2 separate regions of the Astyanax mexicanus genome follow, and region 1 is linked to region 2. A link is a contact called in public Hi-C data. All regions are on one chromosome and are shown on one strand. The core of a region is the stretch at or near the end of the contact, and the rest is flanking DNA. Distances in the headings are between cores, read along the strand shown. Region 1 holds the start of extl3 (exostosin-like glycosyltransferase 3). Region 2 holds the start of hmbox1b (homeobox containing 1 b).

Evidence for each region. Hi-C and Micro-C count contacts between places; a contact is called where the count stands out from the background.
Region 1: a Hi-C map of muscle shows a contact between it and region 2, with 2.2 times the contacts expected there. The contact joins the promoter of extl3 here to the promoter of hmbox1b in region 2.

What each region holds. Positions count from the first base shown.
Region 1 is chr1:84,762,046-84,764,745 of AstMex3_surface, forward strand. It overlaps extl3 (exostosin-like glycosyltransferase 3), which reads right to left and starts at 1,443. Exons shown (of 6, transcript XM_007255470.4): 1 at 1,217-1,443.
Region 2 is chr1:84,621,481-84,624,180 of AstMex3_surface, forward strand. hmbox1b (homeobox containing 1 b) reads left to right here and starts at 1,374. Exons shown (of 10, transcript XM_022684589.2): 1 at 1,374-1,610. The coding sequence starts at 1,402.

The DNA of each region.
Region 1 (2,700 bases), core at 193-2,692, 140 kb after region 2:
AGCCATCAAACCAAGCTCGACTGTTTTGCACCAGGAGTGGCATAAAGTTATCCAAAAGCAGGCTGTAAGGCTGGTGGAGGAGAACATGCCAAGATGAATGAAAACTGATTAAAAACCAGGGTTATTCCACCAAATATTGATTTCTGGACTTTTAAAACTTTATGAATAGGATTTTTTTTTTTTGCATTATTTGAAGTCTGAAAGCTCTGCATCTTTTTTTGGTATTTCAGCTATTTCTCATTTTCTGCACATAAATGCTCTAAATAAGAATATTTCTATTTGGAATTTGTGAGAAATGTCCGTAGTTTATAGAATAAAACAACAATGTTCATTTTAGTCAACATATACCTATAAATAACAAAATCACAGTCTTCAGTAATTTTTCTAGAGCTGTATATGTAAAGATGTGTGAAGAGCTAAAACAATCAGATTTATTCAAAAACTGAACCTGTACTAATATTTGTGTACGGAATAGCTAATCATCTAGATAACTACCTAGCTAAAAACGCCTAGAGTACAAGACACGCAATACGCTAACAGCAGTGGAAGGCTACAGATGTGTGTAAAGATCTGAACCGAATTATTGGACTGTTCCTAAACACTCTAGTTAGTTAGTTTAATGTCTATACCTGAGCTACATCTGTCTCTGTGGGTCTGCTCTCCGGTCGCTGTGCGCAGGTTAGTTATAACCCGAGCTAAAGCTACAGGAACGTCAAATCCAGCCAGACGCCGCTTTAACGCGAAGCAGCATCGATTTAATTGGGTCTGTAGGATTAAAACACACTTCAGATTAAGTATTAATCTGTCTCGCGTTCTGATTTAAACCACAAAACAACTGAAACGACAGAAAATGGCGAGATAATGGTGATAAACTGGGTTGAATTCGGCTGTTTCTGAGAAATTTTCCGTTCCACCTTAAATGGTGCGGCACGTACGGTGAGGTGCCTCGGGCGCTTTGCTGTACGTGCCGCACCATTTAAGGTGGAACGGAACAATTGGAACAAGCAGACAACTTCAGCTTCGTTCACACAAGACCATATGCTGCGCTTTAACGCGCTCCTCCGGCTCGTGTTTGAGGGGTTTAAGGTTTTCTAGGATCTAAAACAACAGGCTAAACAATAACACAGAAGCAGCTAAGATAGCTTAGCCACCACTAGCCCAGCTAACCCCGTTAGCAGTGGAAGGAGGAGATGTGTGTGAGCTGCGTCTCTCTTACCCCGGTGTGTGAAGAAGGAGCTCCGCTGCAGCAGCAGCAGATCCACGTCTCCGCACAGATCCGCCGCAGATCACGGACCGTACAGACGACCCGGAGCACACACGAGCTGATTCACACCCAGCCCTTACACCTCCTCCAGCCGTGTAACCTCCCAGAGCTTCTCCCCGGACCCGCACAGCATTGTTAGATAGCTAGATCCAGCTCTGCAAACACTGCGAGCGGTGGTGCATGCTGGGAACGGCCACTGTTTGCATTGCTTGAGCATTACAGCATGGTGCACTAGCGCCACATGGTGGCCACGTGCCCGCACGCCTCCCCCTTCATAACGGAGGACCTCTAGAGAAAAGAATACACATTTAAAGGAGAATTTCAGTGTGAAATGGAAATGGGCTGTAGTAAAACATGATAACGAGTACGAACTTCATTCTCCTTCATTCTCCCCCAGCTTTCCAAAATACAGTGCTTTTAGCTGATGCACCTAACAGGCTTATAGTGCTAGTTTTTTGTAATTTTTATTTCTATTTTTTATTCCATTTTTTCCCAATTTACATGACCATTAGGACTCCCCTATCATGCCCGATGCCCACCAGGAGGGTGGAGATCAGCACATACCTCCTCCGATACATGTGAAGTCAGCCATCGCCGCTTTTCTAACTGCTTCTAATGCAGCATTGCTGAAAATCTAGCGCTCTCGGAGTGACTTAGTCCCAAAACATCAGCTTACAGACGCCTTGTGCCAACTGACATCACCCTTTGTAGTGATGTGCGGAGAGAGCGCCATCTACCCTCCCAGAGAGAGCAAGGCCAATTGTGCTCTCTCAGGGCTCCGGTAGCCAATGCTGCTGAAGCTCAGCCAATCATCTCTCCCTCCTACCCTGCCTCTAAACCTATACATCACCCAGTTTCTCGCTCAAACAACCTCTCCTTTTTCTTTTAGCATTTTTTAAATTTAGGCTGAGGTGAAGTCAGCAAAAGTCAGGGCCCCTTTAAACAGTTATAAGCCTTTTAAATGCACTGCAGTATATGGAGTATATGACAAAATAAATTAATAATAAATAAATAATGTTCTTCAAAAATCGTTTGCTGTAGAAAGTTATCTTTGGCTTTTGGTGATTATATCATTCTACTTTCTATAATTAAAGAAATATCCCAGGCAAAAGTTAATTATTGTTTTTAATTTGAGCTTTTAGCCATTCAGCTTCATTCATCCCCATTGAGGACTTACTCGCGGGCTCCCACTAGTGGTGTGCGGTAATTTTCTAAAATAACAGCTAGGGAGTGCGCAGGCTCTCCATGAACCAGCTCCAGTAGTAGCACTAACTGTACTAAAACACGATAGAGTGTATTTGTGCTTCTTTTTAAATGCTATGATTTAATAAAGTGGATATTATGGTTTTTTTTTAACATGGTGTTTTTACAGTACAGAATCTATAAGATAACATTGGAACATTATGTAGGGAAAAGGATGAAAGCCCCTTTTGTGC
Region 2 (2,700 bases), core at 124-2,623:
TTTTGTTTTGTATTATCACTCTTATTATTATTAGTTTATTTTATTATTGAACATAATAATTGAATATAATAATAATAATAACAACAACAACAACAACAACAATAATAATAATAATAATAATACTGTACTATATACGTTAGATTTGGCTTGTTTTTTACTGTTTTTATTTTATTAATCTCTACTTTTTATCATTTTATCTTTTTTTAAGCGTTTAACCCTTTGTATGAAAATAAAGGTTGATTGATTGATTAATGATTTGTGTATGATGTCTGTACATTACTCTGCTCTTCAGTTATGAAGATTAGAACACCAGCACCAGGTTACAGTGTCTAAAATAAAGTAAATCAGCACTAGGAGGCGCTCTAAATCGTGTTCATGTTTTAATACCATAGAGTGTAAGTTATATAAGAATGGACAGCACCATAGATAACTTACACTGTGTTACGGTAAGCTAAATAGCTCACTTGGTTAGCTCGTCATGGAAACTGTGTTATGGTAAGCCAATTAGCTAGCTAGGTAAGTTAGTCATGGAAAATGTGTTTAGCTAATTGGCTAGCTAGGTTGGTTAGTTATGGACACTGTGTTATGGTAAGCTAATTAGCTAGCTAGGTTAGTTAGTCATGGAAAATGTTTTTAGCTAATAAGCTAGCTAAGTTATTTAGTAATGGAAACCGTGTTAAGCTAATTAGCAAGCTAGGTTAGTAAGTAATGGAACAAAGGTACTTTTTCATGCTAATGTATAACTATACAACTAGGAATGCAACACATGCTACAATATAGTGGACAGTAAATTATTTTTGTCTCGCTCACATAAATACATATTTACAGAATATTTTTGTGATTAATAAATTGATTGTTTAATTAAGAACCACTTCAGTTTCTGAATCAGTTTCTCTGATTTTGCTATTTATAGGTATATGTTTGAGCAAAATGAACATTGTTGTTTTATTCTATAAACTACGGACAACATTCTTTCCCAAATTCCAAATAAAATATTGTCATTTAGAGCATTTATTTGCAGAAAATGAGAAATGGATAATATTAACAAAAAAGATTCAGAGCTTTCAGACCTCAAATAATGCAAAGAAAACAAGTTCATATTAATAAAGTTTTCAAAAAGAGTTCAAAAACAATATTTGGTAGAATAACTCTGATTTTCACAGTTGTCATGCATCTTCGCATGTTCACCAGCCTCCACCAGTCTTACACACTGCTTTTGAATAACTTTATGCCACTCTTGATGCAAAAATTCAATTCAGTTTTGTTTGGTGGCTTGTGATCATCCATTTTCCTCTTGAATATATTCCAGAGGTTTTTAATTAGGTAAAATCAAAGAAACTTTTTTTAAGTGGTATCATTTTTTCCAGAGTTGTATGCTGAACAGCGTGAACTACATTTCCCATGATGCCCCGTTCACAGCTTGATGTCAACATTGCCGTTGTCAGTCAGACAAAAGGCGGATCAGTCAGAGACTGGGAGCAGAAGGAGGCCGGACAGGCTGGAAAATATTCACTCCTAATAATTCACCTGCATCAGTCTGGCACTGGAGCTTTACAGACTGTGGTAAATGGTCTGGCGGGCTGGGACGTTTGCAATACATTTAGGTACAGGTAACCGCTTATATTTTTCATTGTTTTGACGGGATTAAGTTTGCTGGTAGGAGCGGGCTACAGCGGCTGGCTGAGCGAGATGAGCTGGTGGTGTTGGTGCAGAAGCTTTAGCTGCTGTGTTGGTGCTGGATTGCAGTTTTTGTAAATGTGGAGAAAGTGTGTGAGTGTGTGTGCGCGCTGAGAACAAAAGCGAAATCGAGGTTAATCCGATTTTTTTATGCGAGCGGGTGGAATATGGCTGGCTAGCCTGTGCTAAACTAGCTAAGCTAAAGCTAGCTGTGTGCGGTACGCTAAGCTGCAGTTGGCTGAAATCTGTTAGCTACATAAGCTAACTTATCTTAGCTAACCCAGCTAGCGATAGGTTAGCTGGGTTAGCGTAGCTAGCTAGCCAGCGCGGTTGCAGATTTAGTTTTTGTAGAAACAACGTATAAATTCTGTCACTAATGTGATTAAGTTTGATGCATTCTAAGTAGAATGTAATGTGGAATCAGATTTGGAGGGACCGGGTGTGTTTTGTATGAAGGAGCAGACTTTAATTCGGGTTAAATGTCCTGCTCCTGGAGTTTCTGCTCAGAGCAGACAGCAGCGCTTTTTCTTCTTTTAATGATTTTTTAAAGGTCAGTAAAAGAAACAGGTTTTGCTCTCTGAGGATCTATGCTTTATTATGCAGATGCGCCCGGTGTAACCCGGAGAGGTGAAGCTGTGTGTTTTGTATCGGCTGTGGTTCTGAATCGAGATCTTAAGCAGCGGGCTCGTCCTCTCCGCCTGGATAATGAGATGCTGTAAATGTGGGGATTTTTTTTGGAGAGCAGGATTATTCTGGGCGTTTCTTGCAGGTCGCCATCATATGACTTGAATAACAGCAAACGCTTCATATTCCATCCTGCACTCCTGACTGCCATCCCGAGCCTGTAGGAGACTTTTAAAACTCCAGCAAGCAATCAGAGATCCCACACCCAGACCGAGCTCAAGCCCCAAGACTAACCAAAGCCTGGGCTTAATCCTACAGACAAAGAGTTTCCTGGGATGCACTTAATCTGGGTTACAGATCTGGCTTCAGCTGCCCCATATGCAGTGTATTTATTTAATG